Regions from separate parts of the Ovis aries genome. Here region 1 is linked to region 2. A link is a contact called in public Hi-C data. All regions are on one chromosome and are shown on one strand. The core of a region is the stretch at or near the end of the contact, and the rest is flanking DNA. Distances in the headings are between cores, read along the strand shown. Region 1 overlaps LOC121818794 (a long non-coding RNA gene). Region 2 overlaps ARHGEF10L (Rho guanine nucleotide exchange factor 10 like).

Evidence for each region. A called contact is a pair of places that touch in the nucleus more often than the background predicts.
Region 1: a Hi-C map of tail adipose tissue shows a contact between it and region 2, with 6 times the contacts expected there. The contact joins two enhancer-like sites. A contact is called at or near these places in 12 of 16 Hi-C or Micro-C datasets (blood, hypothalamus, liver and 6 more).

The regions. Positions count from the first base shown.
Region 1 is chr2:248,829,145-248,835,939 of ARS-UI_Ramb_v3.0, reverse strand. LOC121818794 (a long non-coding RNA gene) reads left to right here. Exons shown (of 7, transcript XR_009599691.1): 7 at 1,163-6,795. Among named protein-coding and RNA genes, the nearest start is that of ARHGEF10L, 13 kb to the right of the region's middle. Within about 2 kb of position 3,874, at least 5 of the 54 cell types and tissues checked have an H3K27ac peak or open chromatin away from gene starts, as enhancers often do. A contact at or near this core is called in tail adipose tissue, where this site is marked.
Region 2 is chr2:248,733,192-248,739,582 of ARS-UI_Ramb_v3.0, reverse strand. It overlaps ARHGEF10L (Rho guanine nucleotide exchange factor 10 like), which reads left to right. Exons shown (of 29, transcript XM_042244756.1): 5 at 597-688; 6 at 2,340-2,423. Among named protein-coding and RNA genes, the nearest start is that of ARHGEF10L, 83 kb to the left of the region's middle. Within about 2 kb of position 2,647, at least 37 of the 54 cell types and tissues checked have an H3K27ac peak or open chromatin away from gene starts, as enhancers often do. A contact at or near this core is called in tail adipose tissue, where this site is marked.

The DNA.
Region 1 (6,795 bases), core at 2,625-5,124, 95 kb before region 2:
CCCAGACCTTCCTGTCCTCAGAAGGCCTTGAGGCAAAGGGCAGGCGCTGAGACGACCTGGTTATCTCATCTGTGGTTAAGTGCCGGGACCTGGGTCCGGACATTTCTAGTGGTGTGACCTTGGGCTTTGTGACTCACCCACTGACCTTCAGTGTTTCTCTGTAAATAACCCACAATAATGCCCCATGGAAGTTTCTGAACACTGAATAGATTGGTCACATGACTTGTTTAGCCCAGAGCCCGAGTCAGGCTTAGCACGTGCACGGGTGACCGTGGGCTAGTGATTGCACCTCTCTGCACCTCAGTTTCCTCATCTGTAAAATGGGGATAATTCAAACTACCCCCTTGTGGACTACCGGCCCCCTTGTTATTGATGATGATGGTGGTCAAGCCTCGGTGTTTACCTGTTCCGTTGTTGCTGCTTGTGGCTCCAGATTAAAGGCTGTCCCACCCGCTTTCCTGGCTCCTCCTGCTCGCCCAGAGCCGTTTCTCCTGGTAGGGGCAAGATCAGCACCCCAGCTCTTCCTGGGAAGAGTCTACTGAGTTCCTGGTGTGAGCTGGGGCGCCAGTTGGCATCTGGAAACTTGGATTCCCTGAATGTGGCTGCAGCTCAGGGCAGCAGTGCGAGTCTGGGATGATCCAGGGTGCCCCCACACCCACCCCACAGAAACCGAGCCAGCCCTGAGCCCCTGAACAGGCCCTGCTCTCTGTGAGGGGCCGGGGGGCGGGAGCAGGCAGCTGGGGGGCGGTGGCCGGGTCAGCTCTGCAGCCAGCGTGGGAGGCAGGGGGAGCCTGGACCTCCACTCTCTCTCTCTCCATCTACACAGTGGGGACGATACGTCCTGTCTTCTCTCTTCCTTTCAGGGCAGGCTGCGGAGCGACATCCTTGTCCAGATGTGGGGGAAAGCCCAGTCTAGAGCAGCTGACCTGGCTTTGCACCCTGGCGCCAGTGAGCTGTGTGGCTCTGGGTCTGTTTCCTCACAGCGAGGCTGGGGGACTGAGAATGGCACGCATGTGCTGTGTGTGTCTGCTCTGCTCTCGGTGTTGTTATTATGTTAGAAGCCACATGGCCTCCTGTGCAATCTTCAGTTAAAGAGGACGAGGTCATGTTCCCCAGGCCAGCGCCTGGACCTCCAGCGGTGTCCACTGCCCTTTGTTTACAGGATTTCCCTGAATCCTCATCGCAACATCATCGTCCCGGTTTATGGATGAGAAGACTGAGGCTCCAGGAGGCGGAGTGACTTGCTGAAGATCCACATGTGCAGAACCAGCTGACCCCGGGATGGGGGAGAGGGCCCGAGGCCCGGGTGCAGTGCCTCCCCAGGGATGAGGGAGAGGACCCAGTGCCTCCCCGGGGATGGGGGAGAGGGCACAGTGCCTCCCCGGGGGTGTGGGAGAGGGCCCGAGGCCCGGGCGCAGTGCCTCCCCGGGGGTGTGGAAGAGGGCCTGGGGCCCGGGCGCAGTGCCTCCCCGGGGGTGGGGGAGAGGGCCCGGGGCCCGGGCGCAGTGCCTCCCCAGGGATGGGGGAGAGGGCACAGTGCCTCCCCGGGGGTGTGGAAGAGGGCCTGGGGCCCGGGCGCAGTGCCTCCCTAGGGGTGGGGGAGAGGGCCCGTGGCCCGGGCACAGTGCCTCCCTGGGGGTGGGGGAGAGGGCCCAGTGCCTCCCCGGGGATGGGGGAGAGGGCCCGGGGCCTGGGCACATTGCCTCCCCGGGGGTGGGGGAGAGGGCCCGGGGCCCGGGCCCAGGGCCTCCCGGGACTTGTCCAGCCCTGGATGCAGCCCCATTCTGCCTGTGCTGCTCATTTCAGTGCTCAGCACCCATGGGCGCCGTCCACCGGGCAGACCCCTCTGGTGAAACCTGGCCCCAGGGTTGTCCCTCTGGGCCACAGCAGCGGCCGACCACTGACTCCTGGGAGGAAAGCTCTGTAGCTGGTAATGATCCATAAATGCCCACCCCTGGCCTCTTGGGAACTGGTTCCCCTCAAGCCTTTGGCTTTGGTCCCCCCTCTGACTTGCTTTCTATTTCTGCAACGTCTTGAGTGTGCCCCAGCTGTTTGTGCTGTGAATTTCATTCCCAGGATGGCCCTGAGCTTGATAGAAGAGAGGCGCGGTAGAAATCTAATGAACGCATGGGTGGCCAGGCAAATAGATGTGATTGAGCTGTGCCGCTGAGCCTCTTAGGAGGGGTGAGATCCTTAGAGTACCGTTCGAGGGCCTGAGCTGGAAAGGGAGGAGGCAGGAGTTCAGCACTTGACTTGAGCCGAGGTTAGAGACAAGACGGGCTTCCCTGTGGCTCAGAGGGTGAAGAATCCGCCTGCAACGCAGGAGACCTGGATTCGATCCCTGGGACAGGAAGATCCCCTGGAGAAGGGAATGGCAACCCACTCCAGTATTCTTGCTGGGAGAATTCCGTGGACAGAGGAGCCCGGTAGGCTGCGAAGAGTCAGACATGGCTGAGAAACATTCAGTTTCACTCAGTTTAGAGACAGGTTGGCATAATGTTGAAGTACCAGGCCTGCATTCAAATCCTGGCCCAAGAGGGCCGCCATGCTTTGATTCCCTGTTGGTGTGGATCAAGTTTACACTCCTTGTCTTAACCTATGCAGAGTGAGGGCACGTGGCTGCCGAGCCAGGGTCTCAGGGTCTTGCTCCTGCATGTCCTCTCTCTTGGACCTCTGTAATCTCCACCTGAGACCAGCGTGCGCTGGAGGCCGGGGCCGTGGAGAGCGGCCTGAGACAGGCTGCCCTAGACCAGAAGACGGCAGATGCAGGAGCAAGTCGAGTCTAGCTGAGATCAAGCTTGGTGCAGGAGCGAGTCGAGTCTAGCTGAGATCAGGCTTGGTGCAGGAGCCCTGCTTCCCTGGCGGTCCAGTGGTTAAGACTCTGCTCCTCCAAAGCAGGGGACACAGGCTCGATTTCCGGTTGGGGAACCAGGATTCCACACGCTGTGCAGCATGGCCAAAAAACAACGACAAAACAAGCCACCTCCAAATCCTAGCAACCGAAAACAAGAAAGCTCGGCTTTTCACTACTTGTTGATGGCCCATGGGCTGGGCCTTGGCGCATCTTGCCGTGCAGAGACCTGGGCTGCTGAGGTCCCCGTTCTGAGTGGTGCTGAGCCGGGCACGGTGCCGGGACTCAGAGTCTCAGCTGGTGACGGAGCGCTCAGCCCGGAAGTGACGCGCGGGGCGCTCACAGCTCAGGGGCCCCACCTACCCAGGGGTCAGGAAGTGATCCTTCTTAGCAGGAGAGAGCCGGAAATATTGGCTGAACCAAGGTCGTCAATGGTGGCTATTGTTTCCTGCTCTTCAAGGCCAGGGAGTGGAAAAGTGAAAACAATAAGAGAAACGGTGCTAATAGCAGCTCTGCTTACTGAGAGCCCGCTTCTCGCCAGGCACTGTGAGAGGCCGAACGCGTGTCATCAGGCCCTCACTTGCACAGTGGAGCACGCGGCTCCAGGAGCCACACGGCCGGCCTGGGACTCCAGGCTGGTGGCGGAGCCTGAGTCCAGACCCAGGGCTCTGAAGCTCACTGTCTTTCTAGCAGACTGTGTCGCCCCTTTTCAGAGTCCCCAGAGGTTGACCAAGGCGCATTTGAAAGAATGCCCAGAGGTTAGGCAAGGGCCAGACCAGGCTTCCCTACACAAGGCTGGCCAGGCAAGGCTGTCCCTGGGCTCCCACCAGTCGCATCAGAAGCCCAGAAAGCGCCTGTTGGCGCACTTTCATTCCCCTTGCCCCTTCCGGTTTTGCAACACACTGTCTCTCTGAGGAATTCCAGATGAGCCCGATTCAGGATTTTCTTACCCCATCAGACTGGAGGCAGGCTCCTCCCCTTTGCAGAGCTGTTTGTAACAACTGTCCTCAGTTACCACACTCCCGTGCTGTTCGCCCGCGGGTGTCAACTGCTTCATGAGCGTTTTCTTACGGAAACCTCTCTGCAGCCCTGTTATCAGCTCCATTTTACACAGGTGGGATCAGAGGCTCAGAGAGGTTAAGTGCCCCTCCGAGGTTGCCCAGCTGGTGAGGACTGCAGGCCCGGCGGCCTGGCCCCACAGCCTGTCTCTTCTCTGTTTTGGGGACTGTGCTGGGCCCCTCGCTGCACTGCGTGGGGCTCTCCGGTTGGGCTTGAGGGCTCTGGAGCGTTGGGGTCAGTAGTTGTGGCGTCCTGGCTTAGCGGGCTCCAAGGCACGCGGGATCTCAGTTCCCTGACCGGGGACCACACCCACATGTGCACTAGAAGGCAGATTCTTAACCACGGGACCCCAGGGAAGCCTCCCGACACCCTCACTTTTAACCACTAAGAGGGCTTTAACGTCCCTGAACTCATCTTCCCTCAAACACACACAGCCCCCAAACCTTCATGGCAGAATGCAACCGTTTTGTGATGCTTACCGGCTCAGGGGCTTGGACAGGTACAACAGGGAGAGCCCGTCTCTGCTCTGTGCTGTCTGGGGCCTCGGCTGAAAGGCCTGAAGCCCGGGCTGACTCGAGAGCAGGCTGCTGGAATTGTCTGCTGGCAGCTGATCCCGGCTGAGACCGGGGTTGTTGACTCCCGACCTCGTTGTGCAGCTGGGGCCTCCTCACGTCGTGGCAGACCTTTGGTCTCTGTCTCACGGGGTGGCTTCAGGGCTGAGTGGGAGCTAACAGGACGGAGGCACACGCCCTCGTCTGAGCTGGCAGAATCACTTCTGCGGCGTTCTGCTGGCTGCACAAGGCTGCCCAGATTCAGGCGCAGACCCTGTCTCTCCACGAGGGGAGTCAGAGCACTTGTGGGCATGTTTACAAGCTCCACGTGGAGGGCATCGATGCCTGGCCGTGGAAAGCTGGGACGGTGAGTGTAGAACCCTAATGGGGCAACGCAGACTCGGGTTAGCGCTGACCTCCAGCAGCCCATCACTGCCTCTTGGCCAAACAAAATAAAAATTTCCCCCCTATTTATTTATTTAGGCTGTGCGGGATCTCAGTTGCCGCGCACAGGCTTTTCTAGTTGTGGCACAAGTGCTTAGTTGCAGTATGTGAGGCCTTCATCCCCTGAACAGGGATTGGACCCTGGCCCCTCCACTGGGAGCCCGGCGTCTCAGGCAGGGGAAGCCCCTTGGCAGGGCTCTGGGGCGTGCTGGTCCTGGAGGACATGCTCCTGGTGGCCAGCAGGGGGCGCCCAGCAGCCCTTGGCGTCCCCAGGTTAGCGGAGGGCAGGAGAGGGCGCCTCTCTGGACGCTCTGCCCCCACTGCCCAGCAAGGAGCTCTGGCGGGACCCCAGCTGTGTCCACACCTCTCCCTACGGACTCCAAATAGGCTGTCGCTGGTTTTCCCTGCTTCTCACCAGCTGCGCCAGCTCCACAGACCCCCTGGGGCCGCAGTCCAGGCGGGGCTCCAGCACTGGCTTTGCAGCCTGGCGGGTCACGAGCTGGGACAAACCACACCCCTGGTCTGGACTTCGGGCTTCCCCAGAGGGGAGACCGAGGCTGCTGGGCTCCGTCACCCTCTGGTTTCCAGGACTCCAAGGAGCACCTGCATTTCTTAGGGGAACGCTCCCCTCCCAAGACCCCTGCAAGCTCCTTGGGGACAGATGGTGTCGTCTAGACTCCGGGCAAGGCATTATCCCGGGCTTCAGTCTTCTCATCTGGAAAATGGGGATGTCAGCGGCGCCTGCCTCAGGGAGTCATCAGGAGGTGGACAGGTTTACAGAAGCCCTGGCACCTTAGTGGGTGGTCACTGACAGCTTCCTGCCTTCTTGCATTCCTGCAAGAAGAGCCCAAGGAGGCAGATTCATGAGTCACGAGTCCCCTCGGGTCTCCTGGGGGCTCGGGGAGAGTGCGGATGTTTGAGTGCCGGCCGTCACAGTGGCTAGACACAGAGTTCCAGGAGCAGGCCTCTTGGGACTGCCTTCCAGTGGCTCCAAGGATCTGAGGGAGGTTGCTGAGAATACCTCTTGTTTTTACAAAATGACTTGCCCTCCCAGGCGTGTGCCCACAGCCCCCTGTGTGGGTATCATCTTGGATGGCAGGTGGGCATCAGGCCTAAGGCCCACAGGAGACACTGAGGTCCGGGGAAAAGACTGGGGACTTTCCTGGAAGCAGTAACAGCCAGCCTTCCTGGGAATGGGCACCCACGATACATGGAGAAGCTCATCCTCCAGCCACGAAGGGCATCGCCGTTCGTGGAGGGTGAGGAAGCCCTCCCTGCTGTCACGGCTCTGCCAGATGGGAGCCCGAGTGCTCGGGCTCCTGGAAATTCCTGTCTGCTCTCCGCCCCCGCACTGCCCACCTCCGGAGGCTGGGCCTTGCTCGTCCTCATCTCTCCTTCCTGCCCCTCCAAGCTCTCCACGTCCCCAGGCAGGGCCGGGGCAGCCCCAAGGGTCTCAGCTTCTCTTCGTCAGCGGCTGACGTTTGCCTGCAGGGTGGAGCTAAGTGTCACGAGACTCCAGCTGAGAACCTCTCTTGGCAACAGAGGTCACTCATCTTTCTCGCCGTCCCTTCCTCCCAGGTTTGGGCTGTGATCCCGAGGCCTGTTTGCAGGTTTGAAGACACAGCGTCAGTTCTTTCTCTTTGGCTGTCCTGGCTCTCAGTTGCAGTGTGCAGGGTCTGGTTCCCTGACCAGGGGTTGCACCGGCCCCCGACGCTGGGAGCGCAGACTTGTAGCCACTGGACTGCCAGGGAAGTCTTGCGGCATCAGCTTTTGGAAACACAGCCTGTGGCGGCTGTCCAGAACCAGGGGCTTCAGAGGCAGAGGAGAGAGCGAGGCCTCGGGGTGTGGAGTTGCCGGGAGGGGCCACTTTTCAGGGAATCGGCCGTTAAA
Region 2 (6,391 bases), core at 1,398-3,897:
TCATCTCCGGGGACGCGAGGCCTGTGCGGTGTCCCTGGGGGTGCTCAGCTGACCACTCGCTCACGCTGGACTCCGCTCTTCCCCACTGCGTTCCCTTGGCTTCTTTGCTCCAGGAAGCGCATCTCTGGTCCAGCCCATGCTCAAGCGTGTGTGGGGATGAAGCCCCGCTCTCTGTGTGCAGTCTTTTGAAACTTTGCAGGTCCTTGTCATTCAGATGCATCCCCACCCCCAGTCATAGCCTCCGTTTTGTATGTGGAGACTGGGGACAGGGAGATTCCCCCTGGGTCTGCCCTGGATGAGGAGAGTCAGGGCGCCCTGGCCAGGAGCACATCTGATCCTTGTCAGTTATCATCGTGAATACATTTGACCTTTATGCTCTTGTAAAGCAGCAGTCAGCTTTGCAATGCCTTCTAAAGGTGAGGACGCCAGGAGGGGAAGGGGCTTGTCCGTGTCCGACCCAGCCCTGGCCTCCCCAGCCTTTCTGACTCCCGGCCTTGGGGGTGAGTGGCCCTGTCACCTGGTGAGGAGCTGCCCGAGGCTTCGAGGAGCCAGCTGTCCCGCCCTCCTGGCTCACGGCCCTGTTTCTCGGCCCGCAGGAGGCCAGCCGCCGTGAGCAATGGGGACGCCATGGACGCAGCTTTCTCCGAGGCCCAGCGCTCCAGCTGGAGGCGGAAGAGTTCCCGTCGCAGTAAGTGCCCCTCCCCACCCTGCCCCCCAGGTCTCAGCCCCAGGAGGCTGGTGCCAGGAGAGGCCCCCTTCTCTAGGCCGAGGGAGCTGATGTGGGCTCACGCTCCCTGAGGGGCTGTCCTCGCTACGTGGCCTTGGTGGCAGCTGAGGGAGACGGGCCACTGCCCACCCATGAGACTCGCCCCTTTTGCCACCCTGGAACCACGTTCCCAGAGTAGATCACACACCCAGCTGTCCATCTGTCCCCCTCCCCCACAAGCTCCTGCAGGTCGATCTGGGCAGCGGGTGTTCCCCAGTGCCCAAGACGAGGGGGTCCCTCTGATAGCAGTACCAGACACATGGGTGGGCGCTTACTGTGCAGAGGGCAGGTGCCAGGAGGAGGGTGGGAGCTGAGAGAGCCCACGAGGCCTGAGGCAGAGTGCAGAGAAGCAGGCGCCAGGGCCAGAGTGTCCAGGTCGAGGGCAAGGGGAAGCCTGGCACCGGGGGAGCAGTGAGCCATGGTGTGGTGGAGGGGAGAGGCTGGGGGTGAGCAGGGCCCGGTGAGGCTGCCATCTCCCCAGGTCCTCCCAGGGTGCGTGGGGAAGGCCTTGGAGGCCCTGCTTCCTGAAGGTGTCAGGGAGACAGCCATGTGGCCACGTCTGCATTTCAGCCGCATCACTGATACTCTGGGAGAAGGTAGTGGGCTGGAGGCTGTCCCAGGGAGGCAGGTGACATCTGGAGCTAGGGACCTGGAGAGAGGTGGGCAGGTCTGAGGGCCACTTGGGAGGCAGAATCTGTGTTGGTGGGGAGGGGGCGGTGAGGGTCCTACAGGGCTTTGGGGGCCCTGCGACCACAGGAGGCAACACAGAGGGAGGAACTTCAGAGTCCATCTGGCCCTCTGTCCCTGGAAGGCCTGCGGGGTGAGGACAGGCTCCCCGCAGGGGTGGGGGCTGGTTTTCCAAAGCCTGTCTCTGCAGGGCTGCATGTCCCTAAAGAGGGCAGAGACTGGGCACACAATTTTAGGGGGCAAGACCTCTGTAAATATTCTGTTTCGGGAGCTGCTAACATGGGCAGGGTGTGTGCTCTGCCCTGCTCATAGTCTACCCAGCAAAGTGTTAGGGGAGTAGCATGCTCATTTGCTGATTTTTTTTTAACCAGTCAGGACCCCACTGGCTGAGTTTTGGGGGACTGTCCTTAACCCCACTCTCCAAATCCCATCATCCCCTGCTCCCTGCCATCCCGTGTATTCAGGGTGGCTGCCTTGCCCTCCCCCACCGCTGGGTACCAGGTGACTCCTTTGGGGCAGTCCTGGGGGCCTGGGCGGCTGAAGAGGCTTCCGGGGCCGGCCCGGGGCTGGGTCTGCTTAAGGCTCTCTGCAGGTGCCATCAGCCAGGTGCGCAGGCCTGCTGAAGCAGGCGGGGCTTCCGCGGCCTCTGGGAGGGCTCCTTGGAGGCCTGGGGGCGGGAAGAGGCAGCTGTCCCAGTCTTCCGAGAGCAGTGGCCGGCGGGGGCTCCCCAGGGGCCGGGCTGCAGGCTGCTGGCCCGTCCGGGCCGCGGGGACGCGGGCAGGCGGAGCGAGCTGCCGGCTGGTGCAGTCCTGATGTCAGTCTGGCGGCCGCCTCCCGCCGGGCGCCACAACCTCATTCGTGCTCCCTCCCTGTCCTTCTCTCGCAGTCGAGCGGTTTACTTTCCCCGCCCTGGAAGAAGATGTGATTTACGACGACGTCCCCTGCGAGAACCTGGACTCCCAGCAGCCGGGTAAAGCCTCTTCTCTCTGGACAGAGTCGGGGACGGAGCGGGGAGGCGGGGCCTGGCGAGGGTCTCCTCTTCCACTTCCTCCCCGGCCCCACCCGGCGCACGGCCCCTCCTCCCTGTTTTTAGAAACTGCTGCAGTCAAACCGGGAAAGTGGGAGACGGCTGCGGGCTGGCCGGCCCGGGGCGGGGCTAGGGCTGCATGGGGCGGGGTTAGGGCTTCATGGACGGGGTTGGGGCTGCGTGGGCGGAGCTAGGGCCTCAGGGGGCGGGGTTATGACTTCAAGGGGAGGGGTTAGGGCCAAGGGGGCGGGGTTAGGGCTCCATGGGGCGGTATAGAGCTTCCAGGGTAATATTGGGGCTTCAAGGGGCGGAGTTCGGGCTTCTCTGGCCGGGGGTTGCTGGGCTGTGGATACCCGACTGTGTCCGATTCTTTCCTAAGTCGTGTCCGACTCTTTTGCAACCCTTATAGACTGTAGCCGTCAGGCTCTTTTGTCCAGATTTTCTAGGACAGATTTTCCACTGGAATGGGTTGCCCTTCCTTCTCCGGGGGATTTTCCAGACCCAAGGATCGAACCCGTGGCTCCTGCCATATTTCCAGCATTACAGGCAGATTCTTTGAGCCACTGGGTTCTGTGGATCCCCAGGCAAGTCATTCACTTCTCCGGGCCTCCATTCCTCCTGAATATGGCTTAATAGTTCAGACATCCCAGGTCTATTGGAAATGACAGATTGTTAAAGCTGAATGCAGCAGGGAAGGCCTGGGAAAGCCTGGGCCCTGCTCTGGAGACAGGCCCCTGGTGGGCTGGGAAGGCAGGGAGATTGTGGCCACAGGGTGCGCAGGGCAGAGGAGGGTGAGTCCTGCTGGCACAGGCCTGCATGCTCATCCGGCTCGAGGGAGGACTATCCAGGGAGGAGGGGTGTTTAACATCCATTCACCATGAGAGCGTCTTTGCTCGAACACGCCGCCGGCTCTTCATGGTTTATCTCATGTAATTTGGTCTGAAACTTTGACTTAGGCCGTGTGTGTCTGTGTGTGCCTGCGTGCGTGCTCAGTCACTCTTTGAGACCTTATGGATTGTAAGCCGCCAGCTCCTCTGTCTGTGAATTTTCCAGCCAGGAATACTGGAGGGAGTTGCTCTTTCTTACTCCAGGGGATCTTCCTGACTCAGGGCTCGAACCCACAGCTCTTGCATCTCCTTCACTGGCAGCTGGATTCTTTGTCGCTGCACCGCCTGGCAAGCCCCCTGACTTAGGGCATCACTTCCTGTTCTCCAGTGGAGGGAGTGACGGAGGCAGGGCTGGGATTTGAGCCTGGGGCATTCGGACTCCAAGTCCAGTGTCTGTGCCTTCACTCCAGAGGATTTGGATGGCGTTTTGTGACAGATGAAGCACAGTTGCTCCCCCTCTTCAATCACCCTGAGAGATTGGTTGGGTAGGGCCTGTGGCTCCAGTTGACAGTCACATCAGAGAGGGTTAAGCCACCAGCCCCAGATCACAGAGCCAGAATTCGAGTAGACATCTGTTTGGTCCTGCTTTTTCTACGACATGATTCTGCCTGTCTTCAGCGGCTCCCCGTCTCAAGCCCCTGCATTCGAGGAGCTCCTAGTCTGATGGGGCAACCGTAACCTTGCTGGGGCAGCGTATGGTCCAGCAGGAGAGCCACAGAGGCAACAGGACAAGGCCTAGGGTCCCCGGAGGCACACTCCCGACGCCCGTCCCAGCACCCGGGAGGCTGGGCCTGTGACCCATGCATCCACTTAGCAAGCTCATCCCTGGAGGAGCCCGGAACCCTTTCCTGCTTGTAGCTCTCTCGGATCTGGAAGAGTGGGAAAGGATGGCTATAGGAAGGTCCCAGAGCTGGGAGAGCTGAGTGGCCTGAGGCCACTATTTGGCCCCCTTTGGGCTGTTCTCCCTCCTGAATCCAATCAAGCCAGCCATTACTTGGTCACAGTCTGCTGGGCACCCCTGTGTGGGGATATGGCAAGTCCTGCAGTTTACTCTGAGATGGGCAGGAGCAGGTGGCCTAGAGCCAGCTCCAAGCCTGCAAACTCAGGACTGGGGTCCCTGCCCTGGGACACCCGCTCTCCCTCAAGGCTGTGGCCGGCCCTCAGCAGGTGCACCCCACAAGCAATGCTCTTACTGTGGGCGTCATACCTGCCGAGGCCCAGCACTGACCTGTGTGGCCTGTGGGCTCAGTGGGCCCTCCACGGGGAGGGTGTCCACTGGGGTGCGGACCACACAGGCCAGGGGACACGCAGCCCTGGGTTCTTAGTGCTGCCATTGATTTGGGCGCAGGGTTCTGTGCTTTGGGTGTCGGCTTCTTCACATGAAATCAGAATATCCTCTTGACCTTGTAGGGCTTCGGGAAGGGTGGCACCACAGAACTTCTGCCTAACCTCTCGGGCCCCATTCGATGCATCTGTAAAACTGGGCAGTACTAGCTTCCTCCTGGGGTTGTCGTGAGAATACCACAAGGGGGTTGGTGTGGAGCCCTGAGCGGGTGGCCGTGATCTTGAGCGTTAGTGAAGCCCGAGGCACCGGCTGGGGCTGGAGGTGGGGAAGCAGACCTCTGTGAGGCCCCTGAAGACTCAGATTTGGTGACTGTGTCTCCACTGGAGATAGTGTTTCTCAGTGAGCCTGGGGATCGTGAGCGTGGCCTCTGTGGAAGGCAGCGTGGTGGGTGGATGGAGCCCCCTTCCCGCTCACTGCCTGACTTGGGGCTCCATTGATCTCATTTGTCTGATAGAAAGAGGTGGTAGTTCCCGGCCCCAAGGGCCACTGGGAGGACCTGGCATGTAGTTGTAGGTGGCCAGGGCCAGAAGGAGGGCAGGTGGGTGCCTCGTGGTTCCTGCTCCGGGCCGCCCCAGGAACCGAGCTCTGCCCCTTGGCTCCTGGGTCGTGGAGCCTCTGCTGCAGTAACGGGACAGTCACCCCAGGAAAGGCCACAGCCTGGTCTCCAGCCGCTAGACTCCCTGGAGACATTGGGCACTATTATCTTTTGCTGAAAAAATAGCTCTGTGCTCCCTCCTGATCCTGGGACCAGAGTCTCCAGCCTAGCCCGGTGTGTCTGTTCTGCTCTTTGGCTGAGAGTCTCTCCAGAGCCCTCACCCCCAGCTGCCCTGTGTGGGGGAGGTGGAGGCTTGGGGTCAGTGCGGAGACACTCAAGCCCACCCAGAGCCCCCATGAGTCAGGACCAGCTGCTCTTTGCTGGGTGCCTGCCGCGTGCCAGGCTCTTGGCTAAGGGCTTTTCATCCCTGTTTTTATTTCCTTCACCTTTCAGCTTATTATTATCCCCATTTTGCAGAGACAGCTCTGAAAACCAAAGTTCTCAGCCCTTCAGTATGTGCGGTTTCTGAGCAGATTTTTTTCTTTTTTTAATTTTAAACCCATTCCAGTGCTTTCTTCTGAGCTGACAGCAAGCATTCTCACCTTCGTGCAGTTTTGGGAGTCTGGCCTCACTTCTGCGTGGCCTGTGGTTTAGCTATTCTCCAGGCAACAGCCCAGGACGTGAACCCCGTCAGTGAAGTGGAGGCTAGGCTGAGGCCCTGCGTTCTGGGCCCAGGAAAGTGGATTTCCCTTCTTGGAAGCAGCATCTCAAACCCGAGTTCACAGGGGCCACAGAGGGCCCTGATGGCGCCTGTCCTTCCAGGCCAAAGGACTCCGAGGTCTCTGTCCCCCAGTTTCCCGTGAGTCGGTGGAAGAGGGAACACTCCTGGATGATGGGCCAGGTGCGCCCCCTACTGGACCTTCATGGAGCCTCACGGGGAACTCAGATCTGGGGCGAGGGACCCCAGTCATTCAATGGTCCAGACCATCTTCACTGCCCGTGTCCCTCCCCCCAAGGGTGCTGGAGCCAGAGTTGAGGGCCTGAGTCAGGACTGGGTCCTAGGTCTTCTCTTTTCCACTAAAAAAATGCCAAAGAGGCCCAGGATGAGCACTTAGATCCTGGAAAGGTGATGCCAATAGTGGGA